2 separate regions of the Sus scrofa genome follow, and region 1 is linked to region 2. The links are chromatin contacts, called in public HiChIP or PLAC-seq maps. All regions are on one chromosome and are shown on one strand. Each heading gives the region's core, a stretch centred on a gene start, on an enhancer-like site or on the middle of the called end of the contact. The rest is flanking DNA. Distances are from core to core; before and after follow the strand shown.

Evidence for each region. HiChIP or PLAC-seq counts read pairs in DNA pulled down with a chosen protein or histone mark.
Region 1: an H3K27ac HiChIP or PLAC-seq map of alveolar macrophages shows a contact between it and region 2. The contact joins the promoter of RFC2 here to the promoter of LAT2 in region 2. A contact is called at or near these places in 12 of 47 Hi-C or Micro-C datasets (alveolar macrophages, blood, embryonic fibroblasts and 4 more) and 2 of 2 datasets of contacts at active chromatin or transcription factors (alveolar macrophages and skeletal muscle).

What each region holds. Positions count from the first base shown.
Region 1 is chr3:11,387,985-11,395,000 of Sscrofa11.1, forward strand. It overlaps RFC2 (replication factor C subunit 2), which reads right to left and starts at 4,706. Exons shown (of 11, transcript XM_021086337.1): 1 at 4,484-4,706; 2 at 906-975. The coding sequence starts at 4,590.
Region 2 is chr3:11,348,125-11,355,257 of Sscrofa11.1, forward strand. LAT2 (linker for activation of T-cells family member 2) reads left to right here and starts at 5,749. Exons shown (of 13, transcript NM_001243411.1): 1 at 5,749-6,026. EIF4H (eukaryotic translation initiation factor 4H) reads left to right here. Exons shown (of 6, transcript NM_001243448.1): 6 at 1-349.

The sequences.
Region 1 (7,016 bases), core at 3,456-5,955, 39 kb after region 2:
GAGCATGACCAGGGATCGAACCTGCAACCTCAGGGTTCCTAGTAGGATTCATTTCCACTGCGCCACGACGGGAACTCCTGACAAAGGCTCTGCACGGTTTGCAAAGCCTAAAATATCCATTCAGAGCCTTTAAAGGCAAAGTTTGCCACTTCTGCTCTTGAAGAATACAAAACAAATGGGTAAGCCTCTCCAATGAGCCAGCCCCGCAACATCCGGCTTCTAGTCCTCTCCAAACAGGATGTCTCCCAGTCCCTTAATTCTTCTTTCTTTTTAGGGCCACACCTGTGGTATATGGAAGTTCCCAGGCTAGGGATCAAAACAGAGGTGCAGCTGCCAGCCTACACCACAGCCACAGCCACGTGGGATCCAAGCCGCATCTGGGACTTACACCACAGCTTGTGGTGATGCCAGATCTTTAACCCACCGATGAGGCCAGGGATGGAACCCACATCCTCACAAACACTATGTGGGGTTCTTAACCCACTGAGCCACAACAGGAACTCCCCCTTAATCCCTGATTTGTGGCTTGCCCCTACGTTGCCACCTTGGCTGTTTTCCTCTAATGCCTCGAGCTTATCGAAACCACCATAATGAGATTTAAGATCATCTTTTATTTTTATTTTTTACTTCTTTTGTCTTTTCTAGGGCTGCACCCTCAGCATATGGAGGTTTCCAGGCCAGGGATCCAATCGGAGCTGTAGCCGCCAGCCTACACCACAGCCACAGCAACTCACAATCCAAGCCACATCTGAGACCTACACCACAGCTCACAGCAACGCCAGATCCTTAACCCACTGAGCAAGGCCAGGGATCGAACCCGCAACCTCATGGTTCCTAGTCCGATTCATTAACCACTGCACCATGAGGGGAACTCCTGTAAGATCATCTTTTAAAAACTCACTCACCTCCAGCCTGCTCACGGTGTCTTCATTCCCGACAATTTCATTCAACTTTACTGGTCTGTATTTTTCAACCCTGTTTTTAAGAAAAGGCATATAGATGTGGACATGGCTATTCTCACACAACCCAAAAGACAGCACAAAAAGCAATCCTGGGAGCTCCATCAGAAGATGAGGTACCTTCAGTAAAAATATACCAAATGATTGCAGGTTTTACACTCAAAGAGGTTCCCAAGTGCCTTTTTTTTTTTTTGGTCTTTTTGTCTTTTCTTTTTTTTTTTTTTTTTTTGGCTTTTTGCTATTTCTTGGGCCGCTCCCGCGGCATATGGAGGTTCCCAGGCTAGGGGTCTAATTAGAGCTGTAGCCCCCGGCCTACACCACAGCCACAGCAACTCGGGATCTGAGCCTTGTCTGCGACCTACACCACAGCTCATGGCAACGCTGGATCCTTTACCCACTGAGCGAGGGCAGGGACCGAACCTGCAACCTCATGGTTCCTAGTAGGACTCGTTAACCACTGTGCCACGACAGGAACTCCCCAAGTGCCATTTGAAAAGTCAAGTGCATGAGAAGCGTGCACCAAAGGCTTCAAACCCGCCACAGCACAGCAACACCTGTTGGTGCTGGAGAAGAGCCAGAGAGGGCCATCTGGAGCAACGCGACACTGTGCGGCAACACAGTCTGCCCGTCACAACAGAGGGCCTGTGCACACGGCACTGACATCATCTGATCTGACAGACACGGATGCACCCGAGCCCCCTTCTCAGCCTGTACCTGTCAGCGTCTGCAGACTTGTGCCCGGTGCCCAGCAGAGCTGGCTAGACAGAAACGGCAGGCCTATCCTGTGATCCTATTACACTGTGTAGACTGGACCGGCGCGTGGCCTTTTCAGACCAATACTGCTCTCTTTTAATTCATAAGCAAGCTATGCTATGAGAGAAAATGACTTTCCTGGGCTCTGAGAGGAGAAGTGGGAGTAGGTCTGCAATGATGTGACCATCAGGACTCCCACCGCCCTTTAGGAGACTCCCATGTTACCCCCTAGCTTGTACCCCTTCTGGGGACTGGTCTTGCTCCAGAAGCAGCTGCGGGAAAAGTAGCTTGTTTGTCACATGTTACAGAAAATCCAGCACACGCTCTCCTCCAATTTCCGCAGACAGAGTGTGCTTGTTCCCACTCCTTTATTCTTCACGCTCAGCCCCTCCCGCTGCCCAGCGCTGTGTAAGGAGTTAGCGCTCACGAGGGGAGGAAAGCAGAAAGTGCAGAGATGAGGAGTTTCCGTCCCGGCTCAGTGGTTAATGAACCTGACCAGTATCCATCCCAATTCCAAACCCGCCTCACTCAGTGGGTTAAGGATCCAGCGTTGCCATGGTGTAGGTCGCAAACATAGCTCAGATCCCACGTAGCTGTGGCTGTGGTGTAGGCCGGATTCGACCCTTAGCCTGGGAACTTCCATATGATGCAGGTAGGGCTCTAAAAAGACAAAATGAAACAAAACAAAAAAAGCAGAGATGGGCAAGCCATGGTTCTCCCTCTGAACAGCTTTCCTGCTAGAGGAGAGCTAGAGTTTTGCAAATCCTACCCCAGTGCTCAGCTGCTTATGTAAACCTAGGGCTGTGGAAACCCAGACGAGGGAGGATCACTACCTGGGAAAGCCAAGAGCTCAAATTGGAGCTGGACTTCGAACAAAGCAAACATACTCCTCCTTCAGGGGCTTCAGAGCTGCTCTCCTCGCCTGAAAGCTCTCTCTCCCCCTGTGGCCACACGGCTGACTCCCTGAATTCAGTTCTTTACTCAAACATCATCTCATCAGAGGCCATTCCTGACCACCAGAGCTATTTATTTCACGGCACCTGTCACTGTCAAATATGTCTACTTGTTTTACTTTTTAAACTTGGTCTTTATCAAATGTAAGCTCTGTGACAAAAGACTTTGTTTTGTATACTGAAGTATCTTAAGCATCTAAAGGAGGGTTGCGGTGGAGTTCCCATCACAGCGCAGGGGAAATGAATCCGACTATGAACCATGAGGTTGCGGGTCCGATCCCTGGCCTCGCTCAGAGGGTTGAGTATCCAGCATTGCTGTGAGCTGTGGTGTAGGTCGCAGACGCAGCTCAGAGTTTCTGTGGCGCAGACTGGCAGCTGTAGCTCCAATCTGAGCCCTAGCCTGGGAACCTCCATATGCTGCAGGTGCAGCCCTAAAAAGCCAAAAAACCCCCAAAAAACCTAAAGGAGGGTTGTGGGAGTTCCTGCTGTGGCAGGATGCTGCACTGGTTTAAGGATCCCACATTGCTGCAGCTGTGGCATAGGTAGCAGCTGTGGCTCGGAGTCCCTGGCTTGGGAACTTCCATGTGCTTCAGGTGTGGTCAAAAAAACAAAACAAAAAAAAAGAGGGCTCTGCATGAAAATTACAATGCAAACCACATGTGTAATTTTTAAACCTGGTATCCACACTTAAGTGAAAAGGTAAAATTAATTTTAATAATATAATTTAGAGAACTAATATATTCAAAATATTATTTTCAACATGTAATCAATATAAAAATTACTAATGAGATTTTTTTTAAAACTAAGACCTTGATATCCGGTTTATATTGTACAACTTAAAGCCCATATCTCAACATAGATTGGCAACATTTCTCAATGCTCAACAGCCTCATGTGGCTAGTGGCTGGGGGACTGGACAGCGCGGGTGTGGATACTCCAGTAAGTTATACTGCCTTTCATTTAGGTATCTGCTCTCCGCAAGAAGAGAGCTGGGCAGGAGGGATGGGAATACAAAGAGGAAAGGGGGTAAACCATTACCACGCCCAGTGGAGAGTTCAGGGTGTGGGGCCTGCGCCAGTGGCAGGTGACTCCCCAAGTAACCATATCCTCTCAGTCATCCAGGATGCTGCTACTTAAAGAGAGCAAGCCACGGAAAACAGGAGGGCGCCTTTTTATTTTTTAATTAATTTATTTATTTTGTCTTTTTGCTCCCGCGGCATTATAGGAGGTTCCCAGGCTAGGGGTCTAATTGGAGCCATAGCCACCAGCCTATGCCAGAGCCACAGTAACGCGGGATCCGAGCCGCGTCTGCGACCTACACCACAGCTCACGGAAACGCCGCCTCCTTTAACCCACTGAGCAAGCTCAGGGACCGAACCCGCAACCTCTTGGTTCCTAAGTCGGATTCGTTAACCACTGCGCCACGACGGGAACTCCAGAAGGGTGGCTTTTGCATACCATCCCGATTCCGAACCTGCCTCATCAGAATCTGAGCCTCATCAGAAAAGCAGCTGGCAAACGCCAGGTGCAAAGTGGATGCTGGCGGGGGGGGGGGGGGCCCTCTTACCACAACTGGCACCGTTCTAACCAAGACCCCGTTTCCAGAGCTTAAACAAGCCACTCTCCACTCCAAGTGGTCTCAGCGAGCCACATCCCTTGTCTTCTTCAAATAATCTACTCTACACCCACGGGGCTCTCCTGCTCCTCTCAGGTGCCTCTGGAATGAACTCCCGCCCGTGGGCTACCCTAGGACCAGGGCCCCGCCACGCGCCCACCCACACGCCCAGACGACCCGTCATTGATGGCCTGGGCCCTCACCACGGCAGTTCGTAGTGGCCAGCGCTGCCCGGGGCCTTGCTGGGGGCCGGGGCAGGATCCTGGGCCCCGCGTTCGTCTGCGCCACTGCCGGAGCCCCCCGCGTCCATTCTCCCGCGGCCTCTTCCCGCCGCCCGAGGTCCCGCCCCACGACGCCACACGCAGGTTCCGCCCCTGTTCCTGAGGGACGCAGGATGCGAGCGGAAGCGTCTCTCCGCGCCTTTTGCGCCTGCGCAGAGGGCTCTATCTCGTCGTGGGCGCCTGTTGCTAGAGGCCGCAGTTGCTATGGGAGACCTGGCGTCGCGCCTGCGGAGTGAGAGGAAGGAGAGACCGACCGCAACGCCTTCCGAGAAGGCTGCTTGCTTCAGGAAGGGAAGTTCGTTGGTTTTTGTCTTTGTGTGATTTGTCTGGGAGGCTATCTCTGCGCGGCCCGTCGGGACCCGCACGCCTAGCAGGCCTGGCGGAGTAGGAGCATCCTGTCTGGTGCGGGGCGAATCCGGGGGCCGGTGGACGTGGGACGTTCCGCCCAAATGCAGGAACCGTCGGCGCACATGGACAGGGGCTGATGTCCTGGGAGGCAGAGGCTTGAACTGACCTCTAGGACTTGCCCTTGCCTAGCTTTTCCGATTGCTCAGAATGTCCGTCCCCCCCAACCCCCCCTCCCCCCTCCGCTGGATGGGCTCCTGCACCCTGGAACTTAATGTTCATTATCAGGAAATTCTCAGAATGCTGCAACATGGGAATTCCTCTCATTTTGCAGAAGAAGAAACTGCCCCTCTGTAAGATGTGACTCACTTTCATAACAGAAAAATAGGTAGTGCGTGTTCCCAAGTGCTTTGTGCATTCTTTTGGGCTGGTTTTCTACCTGTTGAACTAATCTTTCCTCCCGTAGCCTACTTGTCATAATAATAACAAATAATTTAAAATGAATAATGACTGTATTTTCTTTCCTGTGCTATGTACTAGTCCAGAGGTGGATACTCATTATCCTCGTTTTACAGTTGAAGAAACAGTCCTGAGAATGACTAATTTGTCCAGTGTTATTTGCGTTGTAAGTGGTGGAGCCAGGATTCCTTCCCCCACCATGTAGTCAAAACAGTAGTCATAAAATTCTATTTTGTTGCACTTAGCATACTGCATCATAATTTTGGGATAAATGTGTCTTTAATGTCTGAATTGAAGGTAAGGATTGAGACCTCCATCCTGTCCTTGCTTAACACAACACCTGGTGCTCTGTAAATGTTCGATTTGAGTCTCTGTAATGAACAGCTTGGGTCAGCTGTGAGGAACTGGGTTGCTTTCACCAGAGAACTGATTAAAGTCCCCTGGCTGTTTTCCTTCCATCATCAGTTAAAATATGTATCTACTACAGGGAGAAGGCCTTGTCTTCCAGGCGGTTGATTCGTCATTCAAATAAATATGGGCTCCAGAATCTAGGCTGCAAAGGTGATTGTTTTCGTTTTAGGGCTGCACCTGCAGCATATGGAAATTCCTGGGCCAGGGGTTAAATCACAGTGCATCTGGGGCCTCTGCCACAGCCAAGGTAACACGAGACCTGAGCTCCATCTGCAGCCCATGCCACAGCTTACAGCAATGTCAAATCCTTAACCCACTGAGCTAAGCTAGGGATCAGACCTGCTTCCTCACACAGACCATGTTTGGCCCTTAACCCACTGAGCCACAACAGGAACTCCTATTTTCTCTTTTTTTCCAACCCCTCAAGAAACCCTGCCCATTATAGACATTCATTGGGGAAGGTAATATCGCTGTTCTCTTCATTTTTTTCCTTTTCTTTTTGGCCACTCCTGTGGAATGCAGAAGTTCCTGTGTCAGGGATTGAACCTGTGCCACAGCAGTAACCAGAGCCACAGCAGTGACAATGCTGCCAGGTCCTTAGCACACTGAGCCACCAGGGAACTCTCTGTTTTTCATGTGTCAATTCTCTGCTTCATCTTTTCTAACTTGAGTGTTTGTTTAACTCCTTGAGGACATGGCACCTGCCCCTTGATTTCCCAGTTTCTTCCTTTGTATTTAAGTAGGCATGGAATTATGTTTGCCAGTTGCTTATTCCACTTATGCAGCCAGGCTAGCAAGTTCGAGGCAGTGGGCACAGTTTACAATTGTGTTCTACGAGTTGGGATGAAAACACGTGCTTCCTCATTCTTTTTAAGTTATCGCCAGTTGGGGAGTTCCCGTCATGGCGCAGTGGTTAACGAATCCGACTAGGAACCATGAGGTTGCGGGTTCGGTCCCTGCCCTTGCTCAGTGGGTTAACGATCCGGCGTTTCCGTGAGCTGTGGTGTAGGTTGCAGACGCGGCTCGGATCCCACATTGCTGTGGCTCTGGCGTAGGCTGGCGGCTACAGCTCCGATTCGCCCCCTAGCCTGGGAACCTCCATATGCCGCGGGAGCGGCCCAAAGAAATAGCAAAAAAAAAGCCAAAAAAAAAAAAAAAAGTTATTGCCAGTTGGGCATGAACCTCAAATGACCAAGATTCTGAAGCAGTTTCTTTTAATGATGGTAATGATTCAAGTCTC
Region 2 (7,133 bases), core at 4,499-6,998:
GTCACCTGGTCTCAGCAATTTACAGAACTCATCCTTTCCTTCCTTCCACTTGTCATTTTTGCTTCTGAAATAAGAACCATTTGTGTAACACCAATACTTAACCTTAAGAAAGACATGCATTATGTGGTTGTAATCAAACCTGATGCTTTCAGATGACCTACTTACATCTTCAATGTGGAAAAGATTAAGAACAAAACAAATTCACCTAAACTGGGCGATCCAGTTGACTTTTAAAATGTAAGAATGGAATTCCAAACACTTAACACATTCAGCTATATGACAGAAAGTAAATCTATGGATATGGTATTTTGTGAATGATCTTTTAAATAAATGAAAACCTTACGTAATATTTACTGCTTGTCTTTATTTTTTGGGTTCTCGCTTAGTTGCTTGTGAAATTAACGATTTACATTTGGAAAGTAGTGCCCAAATTTAGTGGAATGTACTGTTAATTTAAGTAAGCAAAGCGTCTTGCTTTCGGAAGTTAAAGAATTTGTGAGATTATTTGATGATTAGAAACGGAGAAATAAGCAGGAGGATGAGTGCTGTTACAGCCATGCGCGTGGCTTTTTCGGCTGCTCCCCAGCCAGGAGGGCTCAGAGGACTGGTGCTCTCTTAAAGTGGGCGGCATCCCCCAGGCTGGTGGCCAGAGGCTTGAAATCCGTCTCTCTGAGGCTTCTTTCCAAAGGTCCTGTGGATTCCATCTTGAAAGGCCTGTTGCCTGTTCAGACACTTGAAAGGATCGTCTGGGTCTCCCAGTGATTCAGAGGCTTCTTAGGATTTGATTGAAACGAGACTGTAGCTGTCTTTCTGCCTCCCGCAGATGTTGGGGTAACTCTGCAGTGGTGGCCTTCTCACGAGCGCCTTTGTTCTTGGCATGTAATACTGCTGTCATGTTAGATGTCCCAGGAAGCGTTTTAATACCTGCGTCTAATCCACAAGTAGCTGAATCGAGAGGAGAAGGTATGTCTTCCCCTAAATGAGCACCTAAATAAATAGGGTCATTTGCATAAAAGTTTGTACCAAGTCTGTGGATGTTCCAGAGTCGGGCATAGACACACAGTTGACAGCTGGTTTCTCTACTATTTTTGAGCTGGCTTCAGAGAAGCAAATTTTAGTGGAGTGCCAAGTGAGGCCCTTGTGTTTTTCTTTTTAGGGCCACACCCGTGGTGCATGGAGATTCCCAGGCTAATGGAATCAGAGCTACAGCTGCCGGCCTACACCACAGCCACGACAATGCCAGATCCGCCAGGGATCGAACCTTCATCCTCCCGGATGCCAGTCAGATTCGTTTCCGCTGCGCCACAGTGCAACTCCAGTGTTTGGGTTTTTAAACAGCTTCATTAGAATCTTTTCACGTCTTCCTCCAAATGTACCTGTGCTCCCCCCACCCCACCCCCCAGTCCTCTTCTCAAATTCCAAATGGCTGTTAAGGTCGTGCAGGGTCACTACCACTGTGACAGGGTTCACTCTGGAGTGACAACCTCCGTGGGACCTGGAGCGGGGGCAGCGCCATCCGGGTGCCCTGGGCCCGTGGAGGGTGAGGTCGGCGACTCTTCTGTTCAGCTGCTCCTTGTTGTCTGGTGGGACTGCCCTCCAGTGCCCTCGTGGGGAGGTGGGGAGGGTGGTGGACAGGGCACATCCCGAGCTCTGGGAAGGACCGCTTGGAGCTCACCGCAGTCCACTGTGCGTGTGACAGGTGGCTCCCTCCCCTTCTCCCCACCCTCCCCAGTCGGGGTTGGCCCAGCATGTAGGGTAGCACGTGATCCTCAAGGGTCCCCCTAGAAGGATGCTTTGTGGACAGCAGGCCCCTCTGGGCAGGCCCCTTGTACCTCCTTCAGGGGTCGGCGGGGCCCGGTCACATCTGTCCTCGGGGATGAGGAGCTTCGCTCCGTCTTTTCTGTTTTCTTGGCCACTCAACCTTGAGATGTTTGAGTTACTCTCACTTGGGCGAGGTTAACAGGCTTAGAAACACATCTAGTATCAGAGTTTTCCTTTTGGAGGTTTTTGTCGTGAAAATAAGCCAAAATAACAAAGACTGTACTTAATTACAACCTCCTGCTAATCTCTTCCCCCATCTGTAACCACACGCTAACTGTAAAATACTAAATGTACAAACCAAGGCACACTCCTTCACGGCGGCAAGCTCTTTGGTTTTCAGTTCAGGCACCAGAGAGAATCTCTTTCCTGTATCTGTTCTTTCATTCACCGTGGGGATGAGGTAAATATTAATAAAATCATTACTGCCCTGACAGCTTTACCTTTCTAGATGGGGGAGAGGGAGATCTAGGAAGCTTCTAGGTTGCCCCGAGTTTCTGTAAACCAAGATCCCTTGGAATGGGTAGAAGCTTTTCTCATATGCATTATACTCTTGAAATTAAGAGTATGCTCACTAGGGAGTTCCCGTCGTGGCTCAGCAACTGGCATCCATGAGGTCGCCGGTTCGATCCCTGGCCTCGCTCAGTGGGGTAAGGAACCAGCATTGCCGTGAGCTGTGGTGTAGCTTGCAGATGGCAGCTCGGATCCCAAGTGGCTGTGGCATAGGTGGGTGGCTGCAGCTCTGATTGGACCCCTAGCCTGGGAACCTCCATGTGCCACTGGAGCAGCCCTAAACACCAGGAAAAAAAAAAAAAAAAAAAAAAAAAAAAAAAAGGCTGACAAACCCCTTGCTGATAAGCTTGTGGGTCTTTGAGTACAGTGACTGTGGGAATTAATTCAAAATTAGCATTAACCTGAAAACTGAATATTCCATACCCTTTAGCCCAGGGGTTCCCCTCCCAGGCATGTATCCTAGGGAAATAAACGCCACACAGCATGACAGTTCATGTATGGTACACAGATGAGAGAATAAAGCCACAGGTCAGGGGAGGCAGAGGAACGGGTGGTGGTTCACGGCCAAAGCAAAGTGCCATAGATGGCTGGGGTGAGGGGCAGGAGGGCTGCCTGTTCGTATCTTGAGTGTCGAGGACGGGAGACAACTTTACAGATGGGCTGCAGTGACTTCTAGAATGTCGTATATGCTTCTCAAGTTGCATTTTTCTAAATAACCATCACTTCCTGTAGCTTTCAGGGATCTGTGACCCCAGAAGAGTCTGAGCCTTGGCACTGAGTTCTTGGAACGGCTCCTTTTCTACCTCGATACCTTGCTTCTCTGACGAGTGTGTGCACAAACCGACACTCCACTGTGAGCCCCAAAGCCAAATAGCCCTGTTGGGAGTGATGGAAACTGGAAATAGACAGTGGTGATGGTTGCACAATATTGTGAATAATTCGTGTCGCTGAGTTGCATATTATAAAATGCTGAGGGCGCAGCCAAAAGAAATGGTTAAAGTGGTGAATTTCCTGTTGATATTTATTTTGTCACAATATTTTAACGGCATAATATACCAGGAACCATTGAATTGGAAAAAAAAAAAAATGGTGTTCCCATCGTGGCTCAGTGGTAACAAACCTGCCTAGTTTCCGTAAGGACGCAGATTCAGTCGCTGGCCTCGCTCTGGTTTAAGGGTCTGGGGTTGCTGTGGCTGTGGTACAGACTGGCAGCTTCAGCTCCAATTTGACCCCTGGCCTGGGAACCACCATATGCCACAGGCAAGGCCCTAAAAAGACAAAAAAAAAAAAAAAAAAAAAAAATTCACTGGCATTTACACAGCTGGACATGAAATGTCTAGTTTTTTAAAGCTTATTTTCTAACTCACGGCTGAATGGCCTATAAGTAGAATAGAACTGGGAGAGATTTGAGAATTGCCCTGCAAGGGAGCAGGGTCATCCTTCCACTCAGGTCCAAAAGGTTGACGGGCCTGTTTCTGTGGATAGAAGACGAGCTCCAGGAGGGTCCAGGAGGTTTCCTCAGTGCTGCTGTGGATGCACCTGAGTCTTTGCCCGTGGTTGGTGGTCACTTCAACACCTGCCGTCGCTAAGAAAGGCCCATGACAGAAGCTGGCATGTGGATGAGAGCTCCGTTCCCACCAGACCCTGGAGTTTCTGTGTCTCCACGGGCAGGAAACCCCAGGCAGGCGCGTAGCTGAGAAGCGGCTGGAGACCCACTCTGGCTCGTCCTCGTGGGTGAGGAGGGTCCAGGCAGGTGGTCCCAGCCAGGACCTGAACTCATGGGTGGTGAAGAGACAACAGGCTTTGGACTCTGTGTTCACAACCAGCTTACCTCTAGGATTCTTAGTCTATGCCCTTGCCAAGGTGTCCCTGGAAAGTGTTGCCGTGGGCCTTACACGTTGCACTGCCCCATGTGGAACGAGGGAGGCAGCGTGCGTCACAGGTGCAGCTCTGCAATTCAGATAAGGTTGGCTTTAGTCCTTGTGTCACAGTTTGCCGTGGAGACAACTTCTGGCACTCTGCCCAGGGATCTCGGGTCCCTGCGCTACCCTTCTCTCCCACAGGGTGGCAGCAGAGGGCGCCCAGCCCCTGTGTTTCTGTTTCGGTTCTGGCAGGGCCTCCTGGGGGCACTTCCACTGCGGCTGGACTGCCTGGCCTGGTCTGGGACGTCCGGGCCACCCCAGGCTGGGGCTGAAAGCCCCGCCCCAGCCAAGACGGGCCCCAGAGCTCGGGAGCCCAGGCTCTGAGATGCCAGGCAGGTGGGGGTTGGGAGACCCTCATGGGGTGGCGTGCCACTAAGAGTTCAGTGGCCTTGGACAAGGTGTTTAGTGACACATAACAGGAGGCCCTGGAGAATGTGTGCTGCGTGTGGGGCACCCACCTCTCAGCACCGTTCTCACCTCTGAAGGAAGTGCCCAGGGGCTGGGCAGCAGGTGGAGAGCCTGGGGGCTGGGTCCTAACTGCCCTGCTTTCCCCCCACCCCGGCCCGGGCCTGCCGCCTGCCTGGGGCCAGCTCCACGCCTCCACGAGCCTCATCTGGAAAATGGGGGTGAGAAGGCTCCTGGGACTGAAGGAGGAGCCGGGATTGTCCTTCCTTCTATCCTCCAGCGTTGTCTCTTCACCTCAGTGGCCTCTCCATCCATCTCTCTTTGTCTCTGGCTGTTTTTTCTCTAGAGGGCCGCACCCACGGCATGTGGAAGTTCCCAGGCCAGGGGCCAGCTGGAGCTGCAGCTGCCGGCCTGCACCACAGCCACAGCAACGCCGGATCTGAGCCACATCTGCAGCCTACACCACAGCTTGTGGTAACGCTGGAACATTAACCCCCTGAGAGGGGCCAGGGTTTGAACCTGCATCCTCTTGGATACTAGTTGGGTTCTTAACCCCTTGAGCCACAATGGGAACTCCTCTGGCTCTTTGTTATTATTATTATTGTTTTTGTTTTTTGTTTTTTACCTTTTCTAGGGCCTCACCGGTGGCATATGGAGGTTTCCAGACTAGAGGTCCAACTGGAGCTGGAGCCGCCAGCCGACACCACAGCCACAGCAACGCGGGATCCTTAACCCACTGAGCGAGGCCAGGGATTGAACCCGCAACCCCGCGGTTCCTAGTCAGATTCGTTAACCACTGAGCCACGACGGGAACTCCTGGCTCTTTGTCATGTCTGGCCTGGCTTGCATCTCTCTGCGCCCATCCACCCATGTCCCATGGGTATGGGTGTGGACGTGTATTTCTGTGTTTCTGTGTTTTCAGCGTGTCTCTCTCCGTGTCTTCCCACTCTTTGTCCCTGCCTGTGCGTGATATGCAAGCAGCCCTATTTCATGCTCTTTCTCCCTGTCCCCCTCTGTCTCTTCCCCTCTGTGAGGCCTGTGTGTGTTGTGGTTGTGTGTGTGTATTTAGTGTGTGTTGTGTGTGTGTCCGTGCACGTCTCTCTCTCTGCCTGACTGCCTCCGTCTTGTTCTCTGTCTCTCTCTGTCTCCGCCTCCGTCTTGGTCTCTGTCTCTGTCTCTCTCTGTCTCTGCCTCTGTGAGAGCCGAGCCTGTCCGGCAGAGCAGCGGATGTGTGAGGGATGATTCAGTGGCTGACAGGAAGCCCGCCGCCTTGCCTGCTGCCCGCCAGTGTCTGTGGCGTTGGCATCGGCTCGGGCAGGTGTGTGGGCTCAGGATGAGGTGGCCGCAGTGAGGAGCGCCTGCTCTCAGGTAAGCCTTTCCCAGGGGTGCCTGGAGCCTGGCCCCAAGGCAGGGGTCCTGAGCTGTCCCCAGACACCCCACAGGGGATGGGAGTGGCCTCGCTGGCCGAGCAGGAGCACTTGGCTGCCGGCTGGGGGTGGGGGTGGGGGCTGGGAAGAAGCCAGGCCGCCCGGCACCCCCTGCCTTGGCCCCGGCACTGTCCTGGCACCCCTGGCTAGGGGGCCCTCACCCCAGACCCTGCAGCACTAGAGGTGCAGCTATTTCTGGGGCTCCGGCTACTCTCCTGCCCCCATTTTCCCCAGCCCAGCCCGCACAGCCCTGGGGAGCCCCAGGGCAGCCGCTCCCCGGGGCAGGCCTGTGAGCCTGAGTTTCTTCATCTGTATAATGGGACTGGAGCTGCCCTGCCACAGGGCTATGGGAGGTCGGGTGAGACGCTACAGACGGGCAGGCCCAGGTCCTGCCCTGGGCCAGGGAGAAGCGGCTGTCCCGGCCGTCCCGAGCCCCAGCCAGCTCGCTCCTGTGCGGCTGGAGGAACTACAGGCCCTGGGCTGCTCGTGGTGGCCGCTCTGTTCACCATCCCCCACCCCTGCCCCAGAACAAGGGCTGCCGTCCGGGCCCCTGCACCTGCCGCTGGAGCGTAAAGAGCCTCCATTGGAGTCCTCCTGGCCTCATCGGAAGGCCAAGGTCATTTGGGAAAATGGAGCAGAGCCCCGCGGATAAAGCCTTCTCAGGGCTTGGGCCGGACCTCTGGCTCCCCGCTTAGCCCCCAGAGCCTGCCCTTCGGCCCTAGGGGTCCCAGGTTCCCCTTCTCCAGCATGAGGAGGGCTGGGAGGCCGGGCAGGAGGGCCACCAAGGCGCCTTGGGGACGGGAGGTGGGTGCTGAGGCTCGCTCAGCCCAGCCCCGAGAGCTTTTCCGCCATCGGCTTGTTGCAAACCTTGTTCATATGAAAACTGCCCACTTCCCTTTCTGCTATTTTGGCCCCGCAGGCCACGGGCTGAGGGCCTCCCCTCCCCACCCCACCCAGCCCTGCCGGCCCCTAGGGGCCCTCCTGCGGCTGCGAGGCCTGGCTCTGCTGGGGCCCAGCCCCTCCGCCTCCCTGTCCCCCGCCCACCTGC